Regions from separate parts of the Mus musculus genome. Here regions 1, 2 and 4 are each linked to region 3. The links are chromatin contacts, called in public HiChIP or PLAC-seq and promoter capture Hi-C maps. All regions are on one chromosome and are shown on one strand. The core of a region is the stretch at or near the end of the contact, and the rest is flanking DNA. Distances in the headings are between cores, read along the strand shown.

Region 1 (3,583 bases), core at 402-2,901, 960 kb before region 3:
TGCTTCTGTTGAGGTCAGTCTATTTTCACATTGCCGGGCTTAATCAGAGCTAACAGTACTGACACCTAGTCCTTTCCCCCATATTCGTAAGGTCATGATCGGAAAAATGTTAGCAGAAAAGTTGCAATCATGAACTAGACTGCGGCCTACAGGCAGATACTGTGTGAAGTGCCTGCGCAAGCGCACATACACAGCCCTCTGGGGCAGTTCATCAGCACCTATCCCCAACCACTACATTCACACACTCAGATCCCTGGCAGCTGACAAAAATAAAAAATAAAAAAAGACACGTTTTCATTGTCCAACACCGCAAAAACATCTAGGACCACACAAGGAAACAGGGAAGCCCTCTACTGGGCCGTCTCTATAGCTCTAGGACAGGCGCACACATTACTCCCTCCAAACAAAAACACGCTGACATCTATGAGGGGAAAGAAAGGCGCCAACTCCCGGATGTTGGCAAGCTCTGCGCAGGGCCAGCGCCTGTTTCTCAGTGTTTACTTGCTCTCCCTTTCCTCTCCCTCCCCTCTAAGGATGGCGCAGCAAAGGGAGGTGAGGGGGATGAACCACCCCACCCTCTCGTCCATTTTTTTGAAAAAACAAAACAAAACAAAACTAACCCGAGAAAGAGTGAGGGAGAAAAAGTCTTAGTGCTGGGGGCCTTACCGGACTCCTAAAGCCAAACGTATCTACAGGTTTTAATCCGCCATTAGCATTTAAATCTTGAAAGGACAGGGGTAGGGGGGGGCAGTGGAAAGTAACCCCACACACAAAAGAAAAGTTGTTGGGTTTCTTCTCAGTCGGCCAGGCAGAAGCAATCTTCCTGGCTGACAGCCAGAAGTGCGTCACAGCCAGGAGTCTGCTTTCTTTAAAGGCACAGCGAGCTTCCGCGCGGTCTGGGAGCAACAGCGAAGCCAAGAGCTCGGGGGGGGGGGACGGGGGGGGGACGACGCCTACCAGGAGGACCCAGGTGAAGCCTGCCCGTGCCCTAAAAACTGAGCAGGACGTGCGGGGGCGGGGAGAGTGGCTAGGGCGCAAGCCCGCAGGCTCCATTGCTGAAGGGAGAGCACGCGCAGCAAGGGCTGGAGGCTGTGGCGTAAACACACAAAAACGCACCCGCGGTGGCCGGCCTCACCAACCTGAGATGGCCAGGACACTCCCCCTTCGCTGCTTTCCAGCAGGGCTTAAGGCAGTAGCAGTGACGGCCTGTCCACCTCCGAGACCAGCCCTATCGGGCAGGCCCAGAGCCGCCGAACCCACGGCCAGCCCCTGGCGGGAAAGGCGCCCGGCGCAGAGGAAGCCTGGGAGCCGAGCGCAGGGGAGCCGCACGGCGCAGGCCTTGTACAGGGGCAGCTTCCTGCGGCGCGGCGAGGGGGGCGTGTCTGCAGGCGCACGGCCGCCCGCCGGCTCCCCGCCACACAAAGCGCAGGCCTCCTCAGAGCGCCCTGCCTGCCCGCCCGCCTGCCCGCCCTAGGACTTGGCCACCCTAGCCTGTTCTCCGCAGGGAATCTCTTCAGCCCCTACCTTCTGCGTAGCAAGGCCAAGATGCCATGCTGTGTGCCTGCTCCTCCCACTCCTCCACCCAAACGAGCGGCCCAGGCAGTTTCTAGCCGCGGAGCGTAGGCCTCGCTCTTCTGTCCCGATAGCTGCGCTATTGTTGACTGGAATGGCCGCCAAAATCCCAGCTGTGCTGCCAGAACCTAATCCGCTGTTCCTGTGGGCATTTGTGGGGAGGGGCCGAGGGGCCAAGGCACAGTTCTGAGTATGGCAGGCGCTGGCTAGAGCCCTCAACAGGCACAGGGACTCATCATCCTCAGAGTCTGCTGCAACTATATGACTAAAAGAAATGTCACACTCAGACAAGATCTCGACAGCGTTGCCACCCACTGGACACCTCCTGGGATAGTTAAAGGAATTCCCTCACTTTACAACTAGAAACATTTAATGAAGTATGTGTAATGTATTGCTATTAAATATTGTTAATACCCATACAAGAATTATACCCAACGTCTGAGCTAGGGTTACAATTCCACAGATCAGAAGTGACTACAAGTTTTATCCCAAGATGGTACATGTTAACTCATATAAAAGATGTAAGGAAACTAACCAGTTTAGATGAGGGAAGGATTAGAAAACTGAAGTAATATTTTAATCTGGATCTTCAAGCACAAAATCAAATTTTTCCTCTCGGGAAAGGGAGAAGAAAGCAGAAAGGTGTGGTAGCAGTGAGAGACCAGGTGTCAAAGGTGAACTGAGGTCAGAATTGGGAAATCTTGAACTTCAAGGATTCAAATAAAGGATCTGGGATGGTTTTAACAGAGAGCTGTGGTATGAGCCAGATTAACCTGACAAAATGGTTCTCTGGCAGCAAGGTGAGCTAGGAGGCTACCCAATAGATAGGAAGGTGTTGAGGACACGGATGGTAGAGAATAGTTAAAAGAGGAATGAGAAGCATTGAGGAGAAAGAAGCTGACAAAAAGCAGGAGACTCAAAGCCACCATGGTGCTGTGTGCTTACAGTCCTGGCAAGTGGGAGGTTGGAGCAGAAGGCCAGCCTGATCCACTCACTACTAGAGTTCCAGCCCAGCCAAGGCAGAGTAACAGCCTATCTCAAACAAGACAAAACTAGGAGGAGCAACTGTACCGGGAAGAAAGTACATGGCATATGTGAATCACATGTGAGGAGGAGATGGGGGTCTGAAGAAGAAACAGGATATAATAGATAGTAGCTAATGCTTACTAAGAACCTACTAACATGCCTCAAACCATCCTACTGACCTATTGGGCATCATTTCATTAGGCTTCAACACCTCTTTATGAAGCAGGTAAATTACCACTCAACTTTAAGATGACTTTTTTAAAAAGACTTATTATTTATGTGAATACACTGTCACTGTCTTCAGACACACCAGAAGAGGGCACTGGATCCCATTACAGATGTGAGCCACCATGTGGTTGCTAGGAATTTAACTCAGGACCTCGGAAAGAGCAGTCAGGTGCTCTTAATCGCTGAGCCATCTCTCCAGCCCTACCACTCAACTGTAGACATGAGGAAGCTAAGCCACAAAGTGACTATCTTACATACATATCACAAATCACTTGCAGCTAACTACATAACCCTGGCAAGGATTCCTCAGATTCCTAGATGAAAGCATAGCCTCCTCTGCTTTAAGAGTACAAGCATGAACTCAGTAACATTCGCAAGGTGCCCAACACACTGACTTTTAGCACAGAAGGTGCTAGTGGATGCTTCACAAAGGTTGGTCTCTGTCACCAGGGTGTCCCAGCAGAAGGTTTACCAGTGCTAAAGAAGCTAGAGATATTCCTCCTGGAACAGGATGGTACCTTCAGTGTGACCGCCTTTTCCCCACCAGTTCCTCTCTCGGCTTTTACTTTATAGGCACACTTCAAATCTCAATCCCTCCAATATTAAACTGGTAACAGTAGTGGATTACTGGGGACAATCACTTGGGGACTTCCTACACTGTATGTATGTTTTTATGGTTGGATTTATTTTTTTATTATTTATTTACTTATTTTGGTTTTTTTGAGACAGGGTTTCTCTGTATAGCCCTGGCTGTCCT
Region 2 (3,244 bases), core at 404-2,903, 810 kb before region 3:
AAATTTCCATGTTTTTCATGGGGTCCCATCTTCCCAAATTCTTCTCTTCTGCACTCCATCTTTCTTTCCCTCTCGAGTATTTGTTTTCAGGCTCGTTTGGTGTCCATCTTCCATAATGTGTGTTCCCACCATCTGGTTCTTATCTCTGTTTTCCAACACTATGCACCCATTCCTCTCAGGGTCTCCATTTGTGTTTCCATCTCTCCGTACCTTATCCCATCCACAGTCTCACAGACCCTTTTCTCAAGGGTCCTATCTTCCTATTTCCTGTTCCCATTTATGGGATCCCCATCCTGGCCTGGCCCAGCACCACCAGTCTTCCTAACCCCATTTTGGTCTACGGCCGCCTCTTAAAGGTCATTATTTCTCTAAATTAAGGTATTTATCTCCCCAACAAACCCCAGACCTCCTTTCGGGTTCCAGTGATATTTGGGGGTGGGGGGATTATGAAAGGAGGAAGCCGGGTGGGGCATGCTGGGACACTAACAGAAGGCATAGGGATACCTAAAAGGCTAAATGACGTTGAGGGTTTGGACTGGGACTTGCTTGGATCAAAGGACTCGAGGGTGGAGGATCTATCTGCTCCTGGGATTTCAAGGGCTGTCGTCCGGGATGGGAGGGAATGTGGGAATGAAAGTGGTCCAAATGATAGAGGCTCCTTTTCTGTGGCTATGGGACCCGTTTTTTTGTTTTTTGTTTTCTGCTGGTGCAGTAAGGTTTGGGCCCAGGCAGGATAGGTCTAAGACAGGGCAAGGTGAGGCTGGAAAGAAGGAATCAAGGCTGGGGGAAGGATGCCATCTGGGCAGCTCAGCGGCAGCAGGGATCTTTGTTGAGGGTGGCATCACCCAAGACACAGGTGGTAAGAATGAGAGTTGGCTGGACTGAGCTGGAAGCCAATTCTGAGGATTCTGGGAATGGAGAGGTTTGGTGGTCACCTTTGTAGGTGGGGAGGGGAAGGCCTAATGAGAGGCCTAAGACTGGACCTGTTTCTTTGATACGAAAGGCACAGGGTAGGGGGTTGGCATTGAGAAAGAGGAACCGTTGGAACAAGAGGGTGCGGCTCATCCCTGCCAAGAAGAAACTCCTATTACCGGGGGTCTCAAAGTACACTGGAGGAGTCTAGCCAGCAGCATAGGTAGGGGTGGCTTGTGGGTTCAGTCACAATTACTTGCAGAGTAGGAAAGGTAGTTGGGGTTTCATGGGGTTTGGAGGTGGGGTTTGGAGGTAGGGTTGGGATGGGACTGCGCTCACCTGCCGAGTAGGGTGCGGGCTGGTGGTCGCGTAGGGCGCCAAGCGCACAGTTGGAGGAGCCGAGCGCGGGGCAAGGTGGCCCAGCGGCGGGGAAGGCAGGCCGCAGGGGACTGTATTGGAAGCCTCCAGGCTGGCTGCAGGCGCCGAAGTCACCGTAGGCGGACGCCTCCATGGCCGCCACGCACGAATCGTACGAATTGAGGTAGGAGTAGTCCATCGGCCCGAGGGGGCGGGGGCGGGGGCCGGGCAGGGCCGGGTCTGGTTGGGGTCGGGGTCCCGGGCTGGGTGGAGTTCGGGATGGAGATTCGAGCTCCAGGCGCAGAGGACCTGAGACCGGCTCTGAGCGCCCGAGAGTCCGCCCGCCCCGTCGCGGCCCGCACTCTGCCCCGGTGCAACGCAAGTGCAGTGCTGCCAGCCCGCGCGCCTTTTAACGCGCAGGACCCCGCGGAGGGGGCGAGGCGGGGCGAGCTCCGCGGGGCGGGGCCTGAGCGGCCCAGACCCCGCCCCTAGCCACCTCGGGTCCCCCACCCCAAAGGGCCTCCCTCTTAGGGCTCCCGAGGTGCAGGCGGAGCATCGTGGGACCCCAATCCGAGAGTCCCTTATCCTGTCCCAATCCGGCCTAGACCTTCGATCTCTACACAACATGCCCAGCAGGAGGGTCCCGACCTCGTTCCTGGGCCTCCCACCTGCGGCCCCGTGGAAGCTAGGGAGGCAGGCCCCGCGGTGCTGGTGTGAAGAAGTTAATTCAATTCTCCCAGATAACCGAATTATTCCGATCTGGCCCTTCAGCCCCGCCCCCAGCTAGGTCCTATCCCTGCGAGGACTGCCGAGGCTGCCCTAGAGTGAGGGGGATGGAGACAGGGATGAGAAAGAGACAGGAGCCTGGGACAGGGACAAGGAGGGGACGTGGGTATGGAGAGACTAGAGAAAAGGGGTCAGACCTCGAAATAGAAGTAAGGGAAGACAAGGATGAAGCGGTAGAAGAGAAAGGCAGGGGTGGAGATGGAGATTGGCAGAGAGAGGAGGCCAGCAGGATGGAGAAAGACAGGCATGGAGACAGAGGGACACGGATGAACATGGACGTGGACTGCAACCAGGGCTGTGATGGAGCTGCAGAGAAGGCTGAAACAAATCAGAGACAATCACAGTGAGACCACACACAGGATGGCCTTAGGCTAACAAGGACAGAAACAGACCAGCGAAACAGAGGCCGATGAGTGGAGAGAAAGGACATCCCCGAGAGCTGGGATTTGTGACCAGAGCACCGAAGGCGACCAAGACATTGTGGTGGAGAGGCTGGGGGTGGGAGGGGTTGGCAAGGCATTAGAGGAGAAGGCTGCAGGGTTGAAGTCTCTCTCTCTGAGAAGTCTCTTGTCTTGAGGGCCACAGGAGCCTGCACCTGCTGGGTCCAGGCCACTCCCTCCCATCCCGGCTTCTCAGCTCTGTTGTCCTCTCCAATAGCTTGTGACCTCTGGACTCGCGCGTGTGTGTGTGCGTGTGCGTGTGCGTGTGCGTGTGTATGTGTGTGTGTGTGTAACTGTGTCTGTGTAGGATGCTGAGCCTTAGGACTATGGTAATGACTCCCTCTCTCTCCTTCAGTGCCTTTCTTCTTCCCCTTTGAGTCGTCCCTGCCTTCTTCTGGAAAAGCCAGGTCATTGACCCTCCAAGGATTTTCCCCAGCTCTCCAGGCTGTGTGGTGAATGGAATACATTTAGCATCTTTACCTGGAGGATGAGTAGAAACCCCCTTCTGTCTCTTTGGCTCTCCTGAAGGATGAATTGAACCTCTCCTCATTAGTCCCCAGCCCCAAGTCCCCAGGTTTCTACACTAAGTCCTGCTGATGGGAAGTCTGAGATCCAAAAAGAAGCCAGAAGAGGGCCATGTCCTTGTCACCAAACAAAATCCTCTAGGATTAAGAGAAACTCTCCTGGAATTCCTCTTTCCTCATGTTTGCCAGCACAGTGGGACCACAACCCTCGGGTCCGTCCCTTTC
Region 3 (3,189 bases), core at 333-2,832:
AGGCCAGCCTGAATTACATGGTGAGTTCAAGGCCAACAGGGCCTACATAGGGAGATCCTAGCTATAAACAAACAAACAAACAACAAAAAGAGGGCTGAATCTTAGAAAGTAGACACAGAAAAAGTGAAGGAAGACTTGAATCTGAGTACTCGGGCTTTACCAGGTCACCTGACATGATGTCATGTACCTTGGGAATGTCGTTTCTTTGGCTATAAAGTAAAGGAATTGGACCACAGCAAGGGTAAAGTCCAAGACTGCCCACTGTCCAGCCTGTGGGTCTTCTAGAGGCTAGGATCCATCCTGGGTCCTAGGGGAAGCAGCAGAAAAAGACCTGACGGCTCAGAAGGGAGATCAGGAAAAGGAAATCCGCTGGGATTTCAATAACCAGAAAGACTTCCCTCACACGAGGACCCTAAAGCCACAAGGGTGGCTGTGGAGAGATCTAGATTTCTGGAAGCTGCCTGCACCAGCTCCCATAGCCAGCAGAGGTTAGACAAGGAGCCTTTGTGTCTGCTCAAAGGCCCCAGGAGGCTGCAGAGAGGCTCAGCCACCCAGCTCTGTGTATTCACCCTTCTCACTCTGGACAGGGCTGCAGATCGGACCCTTTCTGGACCCCTCCAGGGGCTGCGAATGGGACTTTAGTCAGCGGATACACAACTAACAAAGTCTACAGCCCTTGGGCAGAGAGCAAACTCCTCACCATAGGAAAAGGCTTGTTCTGAACTTGTCCGTTTATTTGGCCACCCCAAGACTCCCTGGATGGACACGAAAAGTAGGATCATGGAAGGACTGGCTTCATTTCGCAGAAAATGTGTCTTACAGTGCTAAAGGTGGCCTAGAACTTATACTAACAGATGCCTGAGTCAGAAATGGGAGGGGGCAGACACCCTCTCATTCATCCACCCCTTCACAGGACAGCAGTGAGGTGGCTGGTGTGGTCCTTGCCTTTTTGAGCTCAAACTAGGACAGGAATGGGGTTTGTGACTACAGAAAGTCTTCAGAGCAGGCCAGAGAGAAGAATTGAGGCAGTTCAAGATGAGAGATCAAACTAAACCAGGACTTCATGGACCCGTTAGTGACCTGAACGAAGAGCAAAAGCAGACGGAGGTGGTGAAGCCGGCAAAGATTTCTGCTGGTACCAGCAGTCTGAAAGCACATCCATCTGTCCATCCGTAAGTGACGCGGGATGGGGCAGCAGCGGAGGGAAGGCTGAGGGTCAGTATAAAGGTCCATCGGTGGGCAGTGACAGGAGCCAGGCCAGCACAAAGCAAACCTTGTAAAACTTGGGCGTCGCTGAAAATCGGTGAGCTAAGCAGGTGACCTCTGCTCAGCCAGGACGGTCGCCTTCCGCCTCTCCTTGCTCAACAGCCGTGGCGGACACGCTGACCGGCGGCGACACTGACCGACCGCGTCCCCAAGCGGGTGGCAGACTGGAAGCATCTGTTTAGAAGGGTTGGGGGCGGCTCCGGCGTCTGCCCAGAGTCTGCCCCGCCCTCCTGCTCACAGCCAGGCTATGGGGTGCGGAGCGGGGCGGAGTAGGGCGGGGACCGCGGCGCTTCCAGGCACGTGGGACCCTGCGCCACTCGGCATGGGACTCGGGCACCAGGAACAGCGGCGGCAGCCCTTGGAGGGGACCAGCGCAGCGGGGAGGTGAGAGGTGCTTCCTAGAGGGGAGCGGACACCAAGAGAGGTCGCCAAGTGAGGCCTGGGGACGGGAGCGCCGGTCGAGTCAGCGCCAAACAGGGAGAGCCCATTACGTGACTGTCCCGAGGGCTCGGGCTCCCAGCCCTTGTACTGCGCAAAACTGGGCGGTGAGAGCCGGCTGCCGGTGCGCTGATGAACTTTGTTTCCTCTAGAGCGTGATCTCGGTGAGTGTCATCTTGGTGTGTTTACCAGCATACTGGGGGAATCTGTGTGTTAGTGGGCAAATGCGCACACCCTTAGGGTGTGAGTGACTGAACTTAGTCTGTGTGTACCCCTGGGGCGTAAGTCTGTGGGCTAAGAGACCTGGGAATCCTGGAGACTTCTTGCGCTTGGACTCTTAACTCTCCCCAGAGTCAGTCTGGGTAGCTCACTCGGTGTCAGTGAGGTGTCAGTGAGGAACCGGAGGCAGTGGCAGCAGCGGCGGGGTTGTGGGGTTGGGAGTGGGGGGTGCGGTGGGGTGGGAATGTGGGTTGCTAGTGCAATTTCATATAAGGACAGTTAAGACTTTGATCTGTCTGGAAACTTTTAATCGGGCAGGTGGTGCTGTATGAAGGGTCAGGCAGAAGAAAGACAGTGTTCACCTCACTAGGGCTACAGTGTGTGTGTGTGTGTGTGTGTGTGTGTGTGTGTGTGTGTGTGTGTTACTGATCTCCAGGAGCTAGACCCAAGTGTAGATCCTTCTGGGAACTAGCCTTTCCAGTTTGGAGATTTATAGGGCTAGGTGACTGCTGTGCTCAGAATGGCATCCCTAGAGTCCCTGGGTCAGCAGCCTTGTTTTGGATCAAGTTTGGAATAGTGGCTTTTGAAGATCAGGCTGGGGCGGCAGGGAAGTGGCAATTATCTGTGGGTGGGAGTGGGAGGAAGGAGAGTCTCTGAACAGACTCTACACTGCTGCCAGTGTGGGTCCTGCATGAGGGCTGGGGACAAGCCCTGCTGCGGAGGTCTGCCCCTCTCCTTTTCCATGCTTTGGATACTCCAGAGTTTTGAGGACATGGGCAGGTTGGCATACTGGGTAATCCTCAGAAATGGCTGCCCAGATGCAGAGTGAGGTTGTGGCCTTTCCGGGATCCCTTTTGCCCACCTACCCCAGGCACCAGATGAGCATGTGAGGATGTCACCAAGGCCTCATGGGTGACACCAGGAGTTCTTTAATTTCCTGGCTGTAGTCTTTCTTCTTAATGAGAAGTGCTTATGCTACTATTGGAATGTTGTTGAACTGTTACTTGTTACAGTTTATAAGAATCCCTCATCTTTTCCTCCTAAAGGCCCCATGAGAAAGGAACTATTGCCTTTATTTTGTAGATCAGAAAATAGAGGCTTGGAGAATGTCTTCTCTAAGGTCACAAAGCTACATAAATAAAACCTGGGACTCCGCTTACCTGCCCCAGCTGAGGCCTCCCTGCCCAGGGCCAAAGTTTCAGGATGAGGCAGTGCTACTTATTTCTAGGCTGAGGGGAGTTTGATTTCTCCAGTGTCTCACTCTGT
Region 4 (3,256 bases), core at 412-2,911, 610 kb before region 3:
CCTTGTTCATGGTGTCTGTTCACAGCAGTAAAACCCTAACTAAGACAGGAACCAAACCTAAGTCCTCTGCTCTTAACTGCCGAGTCATCTCTCCTGCCCCACATAGATTTACTTTTGCTGGTGAACCTAATATCTTGGACTTGAGGCTAGAGAGATGACTCAGCAGTCTGGGCTGGTGAGATGGCTCAGTGGGTTAGAGCACCCGACTGCTCTTCCGAAGGTCCAGAGTTAAAATCCCAGCAACCACATGGTGGCTCACAACCATCCGTAACAAGATCTGACCCCCTCTTCTGGAGTGTCTGAAGACAGCTTCAATGTACTTACATATAATAAATAAATAAATAAATCTTTAAAAAAAAAAAAAAAAAAAAAAAAGCAGAGGACCTAGGTTTGGTACCCAACACCCACATGGTGGCTCATGTGGTTCCCATGGAACACAGCTCCAGGGAATCCAACACTTTTTCTGACCTCTGCAGGAACTGTACACACATGGTGCACATACATACACATAAGCAAACACTCATACACACACCATAAAGATAAGTAAATCTTGAAAACAAGATCTTAGACATACATGCTAAGCAACCGCCCTGCCACCACTGCTGCTCCCCAGTCTCAGGATCTCCTAATTAAGCCTGTGAGCTCATGATTTATTTGGGGACTTTCTGATTAACACATGTTCTGTGCATGTCTTCAGTGTGATAATGACTTTATACACTTTCAGTGATAACACTGAAGACATGCGCTGTAGCCCAGAAATATAAATGAAAGAAATGGTCTACAAGATGCTCTCCCATGTCTTGGAGAGTTCTGTAGGCTGTGTTAATTCCTAGCTAAGACATTCCTCCCACTTACATGAGATGGATGGAGAGAGAACTGGCAGCTCCCACTGACAGCACTTCCATGGCTTTTTATGATGCCCAGAATGCCCAGGGAGGTCCTAACAACCATCCTAGAGCTTGACCTTGGTCAAGTTTGAGACTAGATAATCTTTTTTAAAAAAATATTTGTTTTATGTATATGAATACACTTTAGCTGTCTTCAGATACACCAGAAGAGGGCATCAGATCTCATTATTACAGATGGTTGTGAGCCACCATGTATGTGGTTGCTGGGAATTGAACTCAGGACCTCTGGAAAAGCAGTCAGTATTCTTAACCTCTGAGCCAACTATCCAGCCCTAGATAATCTTTTATGAGGGATGTCTTGTGGGTTTTACAATACTTTACGGCATGCCTGGTCTGCAGACTATAGACACCATGCACCATGCCCCCTCAAGTTATGATAGCCAAAAAGTGTCTTTAGATATTCCCAAATGTCCTCTTATGGGCAAAATCACCCCTGGTTGGAAACCACTGTCTTTGGCAAACCTTTTCCTACTGGGATATGTAATTTATCACTAAGTTTTGTTGAATCCACCTTCCAGAATTAACTGTCAATTTCATTTCCTCTCTGATTCCAATGTCTCTGGTCTCCTAAGGAAATGTACAGGTAAGAGTATCCTTAAGGAATCAATGTAGCCGGGAAATTTTACCAGAAGCTGATGTGCAGTGGCAGATCTTAGCCACTGGGTGGCGTCTGTACATCACTAGCTCTGCAGAGCCAAACCGGATCTCCCCAGAAGCAGATAGACAAAACTCTGCCCAGACCAAAAAGATAAGATTGGGCCTCACCTATTTACAGAGTACTCTGTGCCAGGCATTGCAGAAGGTAAAACTAAGCAGATAACCTTTACTGAATATTTACTCTATGCCAGCCAGACCCTAAGTTCTATGTAATGTGCGTCATCACCTTGAATTCTAATAATAATCCTAAAATGTAAAATTAGTCATTCTTCTATGTTATAGACAAACAAATGAACAAAACCTAAGAAGTACAGCAGACTTGAGGGCTGGAATGTAGATCAGTGGTAAAATACTTGCCTACCATGCATAAGGCCCTGGGTTCAATCCCCCAGTACTGCAATAAACAAACAAATAATAAATAAATCAATACATATTAAAAATGACCTAATTATTGCAAAAATACTCAAGAAGGTCATGTAACTGTCGAATATCTAATGTATGCTAGATAACCTTGTAGATGTGAGATGCTATGTTTAACCCAGTTATTACAGAAAGGATCTCAGAATTATACCCCAAGCTTACACAGCTGGCCAAGTTCATGTATAAATGCAAGGGATATGTATCAGATTCCAGCACCATCTTCTTCATCATACTGGAACACAAAGAAAAAAACCTGAGTCCGTGTCTTCTCCCGGATCTCCCCGACAATCTGCTCTGTGTCGACAGGATCCTTGCATGTACCTGCTGTGTGGCAGAAATCACTTTGGTCGTCTGTCTGAAGGTGAACTGACACACCACACCTTGTTTTCATGGAGCCCACAGTTAAGGATATGGAAGGGAAGAGCTGACGAACAACCCATTCCAGAAGTCATGATGGATTTGTGCTGAGTGCTGGAAAGCGAGAGGAAGTGGGCAGAGAGCCTGGAAGTCTAGAAGGAAGAGAAGAGGAAGTGAGCAGGTGTGAGAAAGGAAGCCCATCGCTGAGATGACCACCACCAATGTTTTCACAGGGTATAGGCATGGGTTTTTGGTATTTATTCATTTATTTATTTACCAGCATGGAGTCTGAACCTGACTGCCTGGATTTGATCTCTATAACTACTGTATATTCGTGTGCCTTTGGTCAAGTTTACCATCTGTAAACTGGGAGCAAAATTACTCTATCCTTTCAGGCTATTGTGAGGATTAAATGAGTTAGCCAATCTAAAGGTTTAGAGCCGCTGTACACAGTGCTGCCTACACACAGTGTGATTATACTGCTGTATGCATTTATATTTGACTTTCTCCACTTTACAAGCAAACTTTTCTCCACATCACTAAAACCTGCTTTGTTAAATACGAACTGTGTGAGCATTTATGTCTGCTAATACATGGAGGGGAGATTAAATACCTCCCCAGAGGCCTTGTGGTCACCCCAGAGAGAGAAGGTGGGTGGACTTTATCAATGTCTCTTCTGTAGAGCTTTTTATTGCTGTTTTGAGAACACCACCACCACCACCAACAACAACAAAGAACAAAGCAACCTAAAAATAGGATAAAGAGCCCAGCAACAGATCCACATGTTATTTATGAGTGGGATTTATGACAGACTCCACTTCACTTTGTCAGGGCTATTTAAAAAATCGGGTCGATGAGATAACTGTGTTGGAAAAAGGAACCCTGACCCCACTTATACAGTCATTGAAAGTTAA

Evidence for each region. Promoter capture Hi-C pulls out the DNA fragments that hold promoters and counts their contacts. HiChIP or PLAC-seq counts read pairs in DNA pulled down with a chosen protein or histone mark.
Region 1: an H3K27ac HiChIP or PLAC-seq map of microglia shows a contact between it and region 3, with 4 times the contacts expected there. The contact joins the promoter of Numa1 here to the promoter of P2ry2 in region 3. A contact is called at or near these places in 2 of 115 datasets of contacts at active chromatin or transcription factors (microglia and pancreatic cancer cells).
Region 2: a contact with region 3 is called in a promoter capture Hi-C map of embryonic stem cells, with 2.6 times the contacts expected there. The contact joins the promoter of Phox2a here to the promoter of P2ry2 in region 3. A contact is called at or near these places in 3 of 39 promoter capture datasets (embryonic stem cells, hippocampal neurons and liver) and 1 of 115 datasets of contacts at active chromatin or transcription factors (pancreatic cancer cells).
Region 4: a promoter capture Hi-C map of liver shows a contact between it and region 3, with 3 times the contacts expected there. The contact joins the enhancer-like site here to the promoter of P2ry2 in region 3. A contact is called at or near these places in 7 of 39 promoter capture datasets (the C10 cell line, embryonic stem cells, hippocampal neurons and 3 more), 1 of 115 datasets of contacts at active chromatin or transcription factors (embryonic stem cells) and 2 of 9 other capture datasets (adipose tissue and embryonic stem cells).

The regions. Positions count from the first base shown.
Region 1 is chr7:101,967,911-101,971,493 of GRCm38.p6, reverse strand. Numa1 (nuclear mitotic apparatus protein 1) reads right to left here and starts at 1,651. Exons shown (of 25, transcript NM_133947.3): 1 at 1,525-1,651.
Region 2 is chr7:101,816,722-101,819,965 of GRCm38.p6, reverse strand. It overlaps Phox2a (paired-like homeobox 2a), which reads right to left and starts at 1,653. Exons shown (of 3, transcript NM_008887.2): 1 at 1,252-1,653. The coding sequence starts at 1,468.
Region 3 is chr7:101,010,391-101,013,579 of GRCm38.p6, reverse strand. It overlaps P2ry2 (purinergic receptor P2Y, G-protein coupled 2), which reads left to right and starts at 1,582. Exons shown (of 3, transcript NM_008773.4): 1 at 1,582-1,868.
Region 4 is chr7:101,618,931-101,622,186 of GRCm38.p6, reverse strand. No RefSeq gene overlaps it. Among named protein-coding and RNA genes, the nearest start is that of Art2b, 39 kb to the right of the region's middle. Within about 2 kb of position 1,661, at least 8 of the 459 cell types and tissues checked have an H3K27ac peak or open chromatin away from gene starts, as enhancers often do. A contact at or near this core is called in liver, where this site is marked.